Linked DNA regions of Gossypium hirsutum: region 2 is linked to region 1. A link is a contact called in public Hi-C data. All regions are on one chromosome and are shown on one strand. Each heading gives the region's core, a stretch centred on a gene start, on an enhancer-like site or on the middle of the called end of the contact. The rest is flanking DNA. Distances are from core to core; before and after follow the strand shown.

What was found. Hi-C and Micro-C count contacts between places; a contact is called where the count stands out from the background.
Region 2: a contact with region 1 is called in a Hi-C map of leaf, with 4 times the contacts expected there. The contact joins the promoter of LOC107914156 here to the promoter of LOC107914518 in region 1. A contact is called at or near these places in 3 of 34 Hi-C or Micro-C datasets (callus and leaf).

Annotation. Positions count from the first base shown.
Region 1 is chrD10:9,149,029-9,155,994 of Gossypium_hirsutum_v2.1, forward strand. LOC107914518 reads left to right here and starts at 5,341. Exons shown (of 2, transcript XM_016843458.2): 1 at 5,341-5,580; 2 at 6,585-6,923. The coding sequence starts at 5,370. The coding sequence ends at 6,730. LOC121222378 (a long non-coding RNA gene) reads left to right here. Exons shown (of 5, transcript XR_005919628.1): 3 at 1-83; 4 at 725-898; 5 at 1,072-1,346.
Region 2 is chrD10:9,362,674-9,370,571 of Gossypium_hirsutum_v2.1, forward strand. It overlaps LOC107914156 (pre-mRNA-processing-splicing factor 8A), which reads right to left and starts at 1,609. Exons shown (of 23, transcript XM_041103055.1): 1 at 1,158-1,609; 2 at 1-192. The coding sequence starts at 1,420.

The DNA.
Region 1 (6,966 bases), core at 4,091-6,590:
TACAACTTGATATCCTAATTCTGGGGCAACAAATCAAGTCTGTAATGATGCTTTTTTGCCATATGGTACTAGTGAATACTCAGGTATGGCACCCTTACTCATGGGAGATGGTACCCGTGCTAATATTGTACATTTAGGTCATAGTACTATATCTACTTCAACCAAACGATTGCATTTGATGAATGTGTTTTTCGAGTTTCATCATTTTCATTGTCTGGTAAAGGATATTCAGACCAATGAAATATTGCTTCAAGGCCGCATACATGATAGGTTGTATAGAATTTTTCTAATATTTTCCTCTTCTGCTTCAGAGTCCATTTGTGATCTAGACTTGTGCTTGAATAACACCGAGTTGGTGAATAGTCATAGCTCTTCTATTGTTTGTACTAAATTTGAGTTGTGGCATCGGTGACTTGGGCATTCGTCATCTTGGGTCTTAAGATCTACCTTAAAATTTTGTAATGTTTCTATTACTAATAATATGACACATGTTTGTTTTTCGTGTCATCAAAAGAAGTCTTATAAGCTTCCATTTTCAGCTTCAACTGCCGTTTACAATAATCCGTTTGATCTTTTGGTTTCTGATTTATGGGGATTGACTCCTATGGATTCTGAGTCGAATTGGTATTATGTTACATTTGTGGATGTGCACAGTCGGTTTACTTGGTTGTATCTTTTTAAAAAGAAATCTCAAGCTATTGATTGCTTTATGCATTTTTAAAAGTTTGTTAAGGTGCAATTTCATAAAGAAATCAAGCAATTTCAGAGTGACTGGGGTGGTGAATTTCAGTTTTTCACTTCTTATCTTGCTCAACATGATATCATTCATCGCGTCACTTGTTTGCACACGTCAGAACATAATGATATTTTTGAACGAAAGCACCGCCATGTAGTTGAGGTTAGTTTTACATTACTTGCTTAGATTCACTTGCCAATGAAGTATTAGGGGTATGGTTTTTCTTATGTTGTTCATTTGATTAACTGCTTGACTATTTTGATTCTTAAAAATCAGTCAACTTACTTGGTTCTTCATGGTATTCATCCTGATTACGATTATCTTCGGGTGTTTAGGTGTTGTTACCCGTACTTATGACCGTTCAATCGTCACAAGTTGGAGTTCCGATTTCATCCGTGCACATTTCTTGGATATAGTCCACAACACAATGGTTATCAATGTCTTGCTACTGATGGCCAGGTGTTTGTTTCGCGTCATGTGGTGTTTGATGAGAATTTGTTATACCTAGCTTTATTTGATAATATGTTTTGATATAACAAATTAAAATGGTTTTGAATAAAACTTAAAGTTGAACAAATTTAGCAAAATGATAAAATCAAGTTAAAATGGTTTCAATTGAGGTAAAAATTTTCAATCAAGTTAAAACTATTTTAAAACAAGTCAGTATTGCTCCAGGCCAAAAAGTATCAAGTATCGGTAGTTTTCAAAATATCAATACCTTTTCAAAAAGTATCGATACCTTTTACCAAGTATTGATAAATTGTCTTTGGTATAGTTGTAAACTAACTTTAACGATCACTGAATCAAACATTAAATTTAATTATAGTAGGTAAATTTAATGATTTGATATTTTCATCCCAATGACTCTATTCATGTTTCCAACAATCACAATGGTTGAAAATGAATTATAGGGTATAAATATCATCTTCTAAAGGTCCTATAACAACAAAAGAGATAATCAAACCAAAAGATCAATCAATACAACCTTAATGCTTAATTCTTTCATACTTTTATTGTACACACTTGTGAGCCTTCATTGTTATTCTTTAGCTCAAGTGTGTTCTTGTTTATTTGTGCTTAATTGGAAAACATTTTGATCTTGTAAAGATAACTTCTTAGTTTACTATCTGTATTTACTCTTTGAGAGGGTTAAGTCTTAAGGTTTGGGTAGAAACCTTAAAGGAGTTGCAATATTAAGATTTTGGGTAGAAATCTTAAGGGAGATTGTAAGGTTAAACATTGTCTTCAAAGGTTATTAAATTAGTAAATTTGGGAAAATCCTTAATTGTTGAAAGCTAAGGTAGTGGAGTAGGTAATTGGGGCCGAACCACTATAAATTAAAGTTTTTATTGTCTCTATGCTTTTCTTGGCAACCAAAAATTTTTAAGAGGCCAATTCACCCCCTTCTTGGTGATTTCGAGTTGAATTATTGAGCTAACAAAATCAATTTTTGTTTGCACCGTCAACTAGTACTAGTTGTTCGCCTACAGGTTTGGATCGTGTTACCACATGTGTTCTCGTGGTATACCCTCGTTTCATGCCCAAGTCGCATAGTGTCTTATCATCTCATTTGGGTACTCAAGTTTTAGTATCTCCTGTTACACGTCTTAATTAGTCATCACGGTGTTCTCTTGCTTCTTCTTTTTCGGCTACTAGTCCGTTTACAGAGATTGGTGGTATTGCACATGATGATGGGTTTAGTTTGTGTTCACTTACACCTGAAGTTCTAACTCTTGTTGTTCTATTCTTTTATTACCGCTAGTTCTTCCCATCAATACTCATCATATGGTTACCTGGTCGAAAGTAGGTGTTTTTAAACCAAAGGTCTTGACTGTTGAGCTTGATGAACGTGAACCTTACAATATTGAAGAGGCCTTTGTTAGTAATGAATAGAGGAAAGTTGCTCACAAGGAATATGATGCCTTGATCTGCAACAATACTTGGACTTTAGTTCCATTACCTCTGGGTCGCAAAGCTATTGGCTGTAAGTGGATATTTAAGGTGAAATGCAATTCTGATGGTACCGTGGCTCGACGAAAGGGGAGATTAGTTGGAAAAAGGTGTTATCAAGTTTCTGGCTGTGATTTTTGGGAAACATTTAGTCCAATGGTTAAACTGACTACGATTCGTACTATTCTTTCTGTTGTTGTTACAAACCGCTAGCAGTTGCGTTAAATGGATGTGAACAACGCTTTTCTTAATGGTGATTTAACTGAAGAGGTATACATGCAACAACCTCTTGTTTTTTGTTTGAATAAAGTTTTGTATGGGTTATGATAGGCTCTAAAAGCGTGGTTTGACAAGTTGAAGACATTTCTTATTTCCATTGTGTTTGCGTTTTCTAAATCTGATGCTTCTTTGTTTGTTTGGGTTATCGACACATGTCGTATGTATGTATTGGTTTATGTGGATGATATAATTATTACTGGTAACTTAGATACAAAAATTGATGAGTTTGTTAGTATGATGCATATTGAGTTTTCACACAAAGATATAAGATTTCTTTATTATTTCTTAGGCACTAAAGTTGCTCATCTCGATAGTGGTGGGCTACATCTAAGTCAGTGGAAGTATGTACTTAATTTGCTAGAGAGATGCCGTATGGAGAATGCAAAAGGAGGTTCTATGCCTATGGTTAGTTCTTGTTAGTTGTCTAAACATATGAGAGGATCACTTGAAAATCTGCATGAGTATCGAAGCATTGCTAGGGAATTACAATATGTGGTTCTCACTTATCCTGACATTGCTTATGCTGTCAACCACATTTGTCAGTTCATGCATGCCCTAACTGATGTTCATTATGTTGCGACTAAACAAATTTTGCATTATCTTTATAACACTATTGATTATGGTATACAAATACAACCTTTTGACAAGTTATCTTTGGTTGTATATGCTGATGCGAATTGGGGTCTTGATTTTGATGATTGTCGATCCACAACTGGGTATTGTGTGTTTTTTGGTAGTAATATCGTCTCTTAGTGTTCTAAAAAGCAGCAAGTTGTGTCTTGATGATAACAAAAGCCGAATATAGGAGTATTGCTGCTACTGCTGATGTTACATGGCTTGAGTCATTGTTGAGTGAGCTTCGCATGGTTTCAAATGACAAATCTGCTATTTGGTGTGACAATTCAAATGTCATTGCTGTTTTAGCCAATTCAGTTCTTTATTTGAAATTCAAACACGTCGAGCTTGATTTGTTCTTTGCTCGTGAGAAAGTTGCTTACGAAAGAATTGTTGTAAGTGAAGTTCCAGTGCCTTGATCAAGTTGCTGACATACTTACCAAGTCGTATCCTCCACATTTTTTTTCAATTGTAGAGTAAACTTGGTGTTACAAGACGTGAGTGATGGGTGAATATTAGAGTAACTAAGAGTCAGTTGGAGTAGTTAGTTTGATTAGAAGTTAGTCTGCTTAGGATTTGTTAGCAGTAGTTGCTGCTATTCTTCTTTGTATAAAGCATGTTATTCATAGTTTGAGCAGTACTAAATATGCTATTCTTCTTTGTATAAAGCATGTTCTAAAAAGCATGGACTAAATATGTTATTCAATTAATAGAAGGTTGTTATGCTCAAGTAGGTCCCTCATCGTCTTGAGGGCATGTTTACACTTAAAAGAATGTTCATCCTTAAAGCAGGTGCCTGGCCATTTTCAAGGGAATGAAGGGTTGGTACTCCTTTGATCCTGGCAAATGGTCCAACTAAACCTCTTTTCAAGTTGAGTCAACGTGAAGGTCAACATTTTGAGTTGCTGATTATGTGTCCTTTTATAAACAACTATAATTAAATTAAGGCCTTAATGGTGAAATGAAGATTGAATTACTTGAATACAAATAAATTTAAATAAATTGTTGAAGCTTTACATGGATGAGACTAATTTAACTCAAATTAATTTACTCGCATATAATTTACGTATACATAATTTGAACTTAAAATTTTAAAATTTCTAAAAGTTGAAAGTTTTCGTTAAGCCAAGATTTTGAATTTAAGATTTGAATAACTTAAATTCAAATAAATTATTGGTGATATCAAATTTTAATTAAAAATTAATAAATCGATCACTTTTCAAAATAAAATTCGAAATTTGTAATTATTATACTAAGAATCCATTTTTCAAATTGTCAAAAAGGTTATAAATTTCTTATGTTAATCCAATATTACCTGATATATATATATATATATGAATTAAGATATGAATGATTAGATGGAATAAATACATTATAATTTAAATAAAAATATTGCCCAATTAGATCTTTTACAAAGAAGACTTCAATAAGTCTATAAAACTAAGCATAATTTAAATAAATGGATAAATATATTTAGTACATTTGAATTCATATTTTTCTACACTTATAGTAGTATCGATACGAGTTAAATTAAAATTGAGTCGATTGTTAAAAATAATTTATGTAAAATTTCACTCACCATCTAAAATCTTGTGAGCCATTTAATTGAATTTTCAAATCAACCCCTCCTTTAATTTTAAAAAAATACTTTAAAAATTAAAACTCCCCACAAAAACGAGAGTACCAAATTGGTAGGCCCAATTTCAGATGAGAAAAATGAAATTAGCCTTATAGTCCAAGCCCACTACTATATAAACGATAATTTGGGGAGTTTAAGTGAGTTGGTTGCATGGATACCAGAAAAATGGAAATGCTCACCCCTTTCGCACCTTCACCCCACCACTCTTATTCCTTTTCCAAATCTTTGATCTTTCCCCCCAGGTTTCATCCCCTCTCTCCCTCCCTCCCCGTCCGCCTCCGTTCCTTTTCCCCTACCCGCCCTCCACGTTGTCTCTCTGCCGGCTCCCCTCCACCTTCTCCGCCTGACTCTGACCCCCCAGGTTTCCACCTTTTTTTCTCTTTTTTTTTTTTAACTTTTGCTGATTGTGTGTTCATGCGATTGGAGTTGGATTTGGATTAATTTCTTTGATTTTTTCTTGTGTGTGTGAATAATTATGGAAAATTTAGACTTTGGATATTTTCCGCTCATATTTTGTCTTTTCTTTCTAGTTGTCAAGTTGTTTTCTTTTCTTCTTCCTTTAAAATTCAGTCTTGAAATTGCAAATATGTTAGTTGTAAGTTCAGAAGCTTAGTGTAGCAATTAATAGTTGCTTTCTCTCTTTATTTTCTTTTTTCTGGATTAAGAATCAAAAAAGGAAAAGAAAATTTTAGATTACCAGTAACATTTCTGGCTCTTCAAAAGTGGATGAGTGTTTTGTTTGTTACTGTTTTCCATAATTAACACCCAAGTGAACATAGTAGATTAGTAGTGTATTTTTTAACAAGAACTGGTACTTAATTTTACACATCATCCGTTAATGCATCATTGGAGTAAAAGCAACTGTTTAGAACCATTGTTACTTGGAATGCGGATTGGTCTGGTACGAGGAATGAAAACTAGAACCAATTCACAATTCGATAGGGCAGTCTTCTTTGTTTCCTTAGTAGGAACGAAATATGATTTATTGAATGTAAAACTTTTCTTTTGGGAATTTTTATATAGTTTTGTGTTATCATAAGTAAAATTTGAAGCTTGTGATTTGTTTCTTTTATTCGATGATTTTTATAATAGATTATATGTTAATGGGATCACGAATGTGTGTACCAATTTGAAAGTTGCTATGGAGATGGTGATTTTTGGTGATAGAGATCAGAAATATCTGTCGTGACAATGTAATGCTACCAAAGGGCGGTATTAAAAGACCCATATTTTTTTCATTGCATATAATTAGCTAAATTTGACTCTTTCTTGTTTGCTTGTTGTATTTGAAGTCAAGATTCCATTGAAACTGCTTTGAAGGCAACCAGTTCTGGTATTCTTATGATCCTTTTGTCTGTGGAACAGGATTAGAGGGAAAGTTGTCTAGATTTCAGGATCGTGCACGGATCTTCTTTGCTGTTCTTTTCTGGATGTCTCTGTTTTTCTGGTCTTCTTCATGGGATGGGAGGAATACTGGTAAACCTAACAAAGGATCTCGATTTAGAAGATAACCTAGTAAGAAATTTGGTTCTGTATATAAATATCAGACTCAGATAGATTAGTACCAGAAATACGCGAAGAAAATTAAAATATAGGTAAAGAACTTGTACTTTGTTTTCTTTCATTTCCAATTAGCTTTTGTTATATTAGGGAAACATATTCTTGTAACATCTTATGGAATCAAATATCAAGGTTTTCCATTTACCTTCTGGGAGGTAGATAAAAGTGAGATGCCACACAATGTAAT
Region 2 (7,898 bases), core at 359-2,858, 210 kb after region 1:
ACCCATGGTATTTCATTCACAAATGTTATAGCTCCTGTAATATGGTATAAGACCTTCACATCACGAACCTGCTCCCAAGGCATTGGCATATTCTCAAGGAGCTTATAAACTGCATGAGGAATGAATTTAAGGGCCCCAAGATAAACACGTTTATCATGCCGATATTTTTTCGAAGACATGTCTCCATGATCTCTGCCAGGGAGAAAAAAAAGTTAACCATTATTGCATGATGCATATCATGTCAATGGAAGTTCAGAGTACTAGATCCAACAGCAGACAAGTCAGGACCCATCCTAAAAGACTAAGGCAACAAGAAAGAGAAAATAATAATACCATCAGAACATTAAACTATAAATCATCATAAAAAGGGCAAGGGTATATTAACTCAACCAAGAGAGTACCATGCCTTCAATAAAATTCAAAAGAAAAAAATGTTTAAATATTAAAGATTAACTGGTGAAGATAAAACTGATCAAAAATAAAGAAACTTCTTAGCTCAAAAGCCTGCACATCTTGGAAGAATCAGGTATCAAAGGAGAAAATAAATATAGAACACAAGCCATTTTTACAGATACATTTTACAATTTAACTTTCCCTTTACATTCCATTATATAGTGAAGAAGTAACCATGAAGTAAGAACTTCGAACTTCTAAGGGGCAACTTATGAACTGATCCAACCACAAGAACAATAGAACAACCCCTACGGAATACCAGATCATATTGTACAATAGCAACCTACTCAAGCCATTCCTATGCAAACTCAATAAGCAGTCATCTTTTTGATAATTTCCACAAGTAATCATGTCTTCCTCTCCTTCTCTTAAAATGCCCTATGCAAGCTTCATAATATAAGGTTTTCTCTAGTCTTAACAAAACATAAGACATGAAACCAAAAATCTCTCAAATCATAGCAGAAACACGAACCTAAGCGAAGCTTTCCATGTCCAACAAGAAATATAAATAATAGATAAGACCGAAGAACACTCTATATCCTTCAAAATAGGGGGAAATAAGATGAAATTAAAAAAAACCAATGAGAGGAAACTATCTTAACCGACCTAACCAGCTTAGCAATTCTTCAAATAGATAAAACCTCAGCTTAACAATCTTTAATCCAGAAAAAATTATGTAAAAAACGAAAAAATAAAGCTCTCACCTGATAATCTTCCTGACGTGCTCAGGAGGCATGTCCTCCTTCTGCGTCTCGACAAAACCAAACTTCCTTTTATCTCCATATCGCTTAGAGTTAAGCTGCATCCATTTCCGAGCCTTCTCCTCCAGCTTGGCCTCGGCATCCTGTGGCGTACTCTGCGGAGCCAGCACGGTGTACGAAGGTTGAGCAGCTGGAGGCGGCGGGATGGTGGATCCACCAGTTCCCGGTGGCGCAATCTGAGCGCCGTTGTTGTTGTTGCTCCACATGGCAACTTTGGCCGAGAAGCTTCTACCTCAGCCTAAAGAAAGAAATGAAATGAAATTGGAAATTAGGGTTTTAAAGGGGATTTGAGTTTTTTTCTCACTTCCTGTTTTCTTATTTCCTTCCTCTCTGCCCTCTAAGCAAAGACAGACAGTGTGAGAATTTACGAGTAAAGATGAAAGAAAATAGGAATCGGTTGGTTTTATAATTTTAGGGATATAAACGAATGGCGGTGTGAGTGTCACGTGATGTTTTGTGGGCCATTTCTGGCTATAATAGGCCCATGTTTGTTGCTCCAAATTTCTCTGCTGTCCGAAATGGCCCAATCTAGTGCATATTTGTTTGACATGGAGTCAAAAACCCAATCCATACCAAAATAGACTTACAAGTAAATTAATCCATGAATGGATTTTAAGATAAATTCGATATCATTTTTATCTAATGTATCATTGTTCATGTCTCTATGCTTAGATTCAATCCAGCTTTGATACTAACACAAATTATTTCTTTCATCAGTTTTATATAGACGAATAGTTATAACATGAGTCATTTGTTTAATCTAATTCTATAGATTATGAACAATTTAGATTACCTACTAATATAAATTGTTTTCTCATTAGTTTTATAATGGTTCGGCCCAATTGCTTAACTCCACTATCTTGGTATACCTCAACCAAGGATTTCCCAATTTTCTATAAGAATTAATACCTTTCAAGGAGAAGGTATAACATTTACAACACTATATTTTCCTTAAGGCTTAGATAGAATCTTTCAACCTAACTTTTATGGCTAAATTAGAACCCTTTTTAGTTTTTATAACTCAACTAAAACCCTCACAGTTTACAATTGGTGATATGAAAGAAAGTAAACAAAGAAACCTCTATAAGGCATGTATTTAAAAAAAAATAAGCTCTCAAAGAAATGAAATGAGAGTGACAAATAATCTAACAATAAGCTCCCAAAGAATATTTACAAAAGAAATAAAAATAATAAAGATTTGAATATTTCTCTCTTGATCACGATGCTTGGATATCTCTCTTGAGTTTTGAAGTGTTCTTGAAGTGTATTTTTATCAAGGAACAAGTTTGTAGATGTTTATGGTCATTGGAGATGAATTCTGGTAATTGGAAGCATTAATTGTGAGCTTAAAAAATGTCCCTACAATGTATGTCTTGAGACTTGGCAAGATCCCTCGAGACATGGCTGATAAATAGTCATTATATAACTGTTGACAGGCCATGTCTCGAGACAATCTGTCAATTGTCTCGAGACTTGGCAACTCTTGAATCAGTTTTTTACTTTGAAGTTTTCATGTCTCAAGACATATAATCATATACTATATGTCTCGAGACTTGCATGTCATAATCCCTTAAAAACATTTTAAACACCTTAAAACACTTTGATATTAATCTAAAAATATTTACCTAAATTAAAATATTTTTTTGAGTATTTTGCAAGTCTTTGAAAATGTCTCATTAAATTTTTAATCATATTTTCACTAAATGATTTAGGATATAATATATATAATTTGTCTTATATGTTATTATATCAAAAGCTTAGGACATCAAAACTAACAAACCTAACCATGTAATACAACTTGATTTAGTTAAACCTTAAATAATCGATGAGCTAATATTTACTTCACATGTAAAAACCACAAAGAACAATCAACAAAAAAATATTAAATAATCATATGAAACCAATTAAAAGATTACAAGTAAACTATGATGAAATCACTGCAATAATGGCATAAATCCTAACACATAAGGCATAAATCAATTATACTAGTATTTCAAGACCATTAAGTAAAGATCCAGACTTAGGGCTAGTTTGGATGAGCGGTGTGTTTACCTCCAGTGAGGTTAAAAACAGTGGTGGCGGTGAGATTAATTACTGTAACGGTGAGATTGGATACTGTAGCGGTACAATGGTAGAGTGTGTGTTTGGATTCAAACGCAGCTGTAGCGGTGATGTGAGAATAAAAAATGACTATTAAGGACATCATATTAGAATTGATATATAATAGAAGTTATTTAAATTATTTTACTTTTTTAAAATTATTAAAATATGTGAATTTATAAATTCATTTAATAAAATATTAAAATGTATCTTTCAATATTTTAATGAATTATATAATTAATTTAAATTATTTATTAGATAAAATGATAATTATTTTTAATTTTGTTATAGTAACTCTTTTTCTTTTGCTCTCACCCAAGGGTCCAAGGAGATGATTTACTTTCTCCACAAAACATGGTCAATTTACTCCCAAGGGCTTTGGCCAATTCCTCAACTAATCCCTATCAATTTCCAATCAATTAAATTCTTCCTCCTTACATTTAACATACCACTTTACTTTCCTCTACGATTTAATCCATAAGCCATTTAACTATCGCAATTCAATTTAAATTTTAGAAAATTTCCGGTTTCATGTTTAATTAATAAATAAAAGTATCATTTAACTTCATCCCTAATATGACACAAATTACGATAAATGGAAATTTTGGATTATATTATTTGCTTTTTTTTAGTATTATTATTCCTACTATATTTTTCTCTCAGGTGTTTTTTTGAGTAATGAAATATTAGAGTAAGAATTATATGAAATAGAGATATTATCTCTTTATTATAGTTTAATATTATATTAATATTTTTATCCTAAATTTTATGATTTTTATTTTTATTTAATTTTTTCCAAAATAAAAATATGATTAAACTCATCCATTCCAACTCATTCTTCTTCATGTTCTTTTCTTCTCTGAATACCCGTTCATGCCTTCTTATTTTTTCCAGTTTGTGAAACTAATGCCTAATAATTTAAGCCAAAATTAGGGAAAAAAATATAGACCAAGTAATAACATCACTGCTAGATTAAATTCATTCTCTTCTTCAGTGTAATTTCTGAAACTAGAATCTGTATCTTCTTTTAACTTCCTTGAGAATCCCCATATCTTCTTTTCAACTTTTTCATCTCACTTTCTTTAAACACAACCCTTAAAAGTCACCTAACACCTTTTCAATTTGCTCTTATTTTTATTTTAGATTCAAAATAACAGCCGACCACCATGGATGTAAGTTGTGTTTCTCTTCTTGTTTGAATTTCTTCTTTAAAGCTAAATCTAAGGTGGGATTTTTCTTGTTTTGCCTGTTTAACTAGGATTATAATTGCAAGAGAAGTGGGCAAATTCCAGCATTTGGAGACTGGGATCATGCAAATGAATTGCCCATAACTCAGTACTTTAGATCTGCTCGTGAAGCTGGTTTGATTCGTTTCAGCTCTTCATCAGCAAAACCCAAACATTATCTTACTGTTGATTTGAAAACCAAACATCCTCGTAATCATGTTCCTGTTAGAAAGGTTAGCTAGCTCTTCTTCTTCTTCTAAGAATCTTGCTGAATTTGAGATAAGAGAATGAATGGGGTTTGGTATAATATTTAGGGTATTATTGTCTTCTAAAAATGTCTACTGCCCTACTGGAACTTTTACCGGTCAGCTTAAGGCTGTCCAGTGCAGTAGAAACTCCTCACTGTGCTGGAAGCCAACACATCCAAAGGCTGTCCACAGTCCAGTGCAATGAGATTAATAATAAAGGGGAAAAAATTCAACGCACTGTTGTGCGTTGGCATCCAAAGGAGCCCTTAAAGTCTTACCAATTACAGGCTCAGCCACCCATAACTTACAACTGCACTGACAATGCTAGGACATGCTTAAAGATACGATGAAATTTCTATTATAACCTATGCAAATAAAACAGCAAAACAATAAATGGTCCCAAGGAACAATTGAGATCCAAAAGTGCAGATACTGCTACAAAGGTGGAACTGACCCCGTCCCCTGAACATATATAGAGCCTATTAACGCAAAGCAGTACGAGTAGGTATCGTCCCTATATTTTGGAACATGGATCTTCTTCTTCCATTTTCCTTATGGACTACCAACCCACCAAATGATCAAGCTAATAGATCATAGCTTCATTTCTATTCCTTACCTTGAATGAAGCTGCCTAGTTTAGTTTAGTTTAGTCTCTCCATTAAAGAGGTATTTACCTTTTCACCCCCCTTCTTTCTCGAATTCCCCATCCTTAATTGATAGTTCCACCAACCTCAAACTTTCATAATTTCTTAAACAACTAAGTTGGTGTCGCATTAGTTCTCACTTTCTAGCAAGCCCAAGGTATTCCTCCTTTCTTACCTTCTCTTTGGATACTTTCTTTACCAACAGAAGGGTCTTCACTATTTTCCTATAACTTGTTTCTTGTACCTCAACCTCTTTTAACATTTTTTTACTCTCCTTTAACTAATCGGTTTTGAAGAAGGAATAAAATGAACTTTTTGTCTCTTAGGCCAACCTTACCAAGGAAGCTCCAAATTCCAGGCTTCACTTCACCGGTGCTCTTCTCAAATCAAATAATAAGAGCCTTGGAGTTTACAAAGCCTTCCTTGTTGGGAAAAATTTGGTTCAAAAACAATTTCTTAAGAAAAAAATTTGATTCGAAAACAATTTTCTTACATTGCAGAAAAATAAAATTTTGAAAATTGAGTTGGTTTGTGATATTTATGGTAATAAACTTTTCCAGAAATTACACCTGTGTTTTGGGCTAAACGATCCTTGTTGTTCTCGACTTTCAACCGAACAACTTTCTCCTCTATTCTCGTACCACAAACTACTTTGAGCATGGATTCGAACAAAATCGAATCAAACATAGAACCAAAATTTATTTTCTTTACTTTTAGTGGGAAAGTAAATCTCTCTCATAATAGAAATTGGTAAAATTGTTATTCCTAGAAAATATAATTTACTCTAGAAAATAATTTTTCACTACTTTTTGGGAAAAATAACAATATTTCAAAGTTGTATGTAACTTCTTCAGTCTTGTTAGCCCTATTGGTGCCATCTATTTATAGGGAGAGGAAGTGAAACCCTAGTTGAATTAATAGAAATATTTAATGGCTATTAAATAGAAAAACAACTTTCTAGTTGAACTAGGGGAGAGAGAGATGGCAACCTAGTTAAATATATTAGGGTTTGTCGTCTCTTGTATTCAATATGAGGGGCTTTTGGGCCTATCCCATATCGGATCCAATTATAAATGCTTCTTGGACTTTTAACCTATTACTTTATAATTCAATCCAACAAAATACATGTTTTTCTATTTTTCAAAATAAACATCACAAATTAATTAATTTCTCAATTAAATAATTTTCTCAACCCAATTTTAATTTCGTTAAAATCATGATAACTTTACTAAAATCATGATAACTTTACCGTAAAAAGGATCTATGAGAAAATATATTTAATTTTCTACATTCAACAGAATCACAATGATCAATTAATTTAATTTAATTTTTGAACTTCAATTAATTCATAATTCAAAAAATTATAAATTAATTCTCAGGTCATTTCCTTACTTAGTGAGAAAACCACATCCATTTCTATATGTTTCTCATTTCTCAAACTTTATCATTTTTATCCATTTCTATTCATTTGATTCATGATTTTCCGTAATTTGATATGTCAAATTAGGCTCTCCATTACACTTAAGGCGTTTATTCTCGAGCAATTTAGGTGTCTTTTATATGTTTTTGTCAATTTTTAGTTTTGTCGTTAATAAATTATATTTATTAGTTTTATGCCATTTTTTGTAAGTAAATTGGTCAAACGCGCCATGTGGAACTAACGATATGATTGAGTGGTGTAAAAAGTCGAGAATGGCCCAAAACTAAAGAAATTAATGCTGAAGTGAAGGAAATTGAGGCCATTTCCAATGGTATCATGATACCAATGATGGGTATCATGATATCGAGACCCCCTAAGACTCTCAAGTTTAATACTAGCTCAGGTATCAAGATACCCAAACCAGGTATCGCGATACTGTTAACTGACGAGGAGAAAAATGATTGTAAGGGTAGTTTTTGTCTAACACCAACACAATCAAAATACAATGTTTATTGGCATTTTTGTCCAAAATTTTGGGTTGTAATCAGTTGTTAAAAGCCACTTTTGGCTGAGAACTAAAGGTTGCTTTACTTTTGTTCTTTCACCTTTTTAGCTTAAGTTTAAAGTAGTTATAATTGTCTTCTTCATTTTTTAGGGTTTTAGATATAGCTTTAGGGTGTTAGTTATTAGTTAGTTAGTTTTACTATAGTTAGGTGTTAGTTACCTTTAAGTACTTGAACTTCAAATTGTATTTTCATTTTCATCCCAAGTTTTTAATATAACTTAGTCCTTTTTTTAGTTTATTTGTTAAAAACCTTATTTTTAGTGTTATTGTATATCACTATTGTTGCCATTGTTATCTTCTTCAAGTTTCTTCAAGAAAAGTCTAAGCTTTTCTCAACCTCTTTCTTGTACTTGCTTTAATGAATATTTTGCTTGAATGTTGGATGAATTCATGCATGATAATGATAATGGGTAGCTAAATCTATGGCGGTTGGTTGATGAAAATGTTGTTTAGTTAATTTTTGGTGCAGGGACTAAATCAT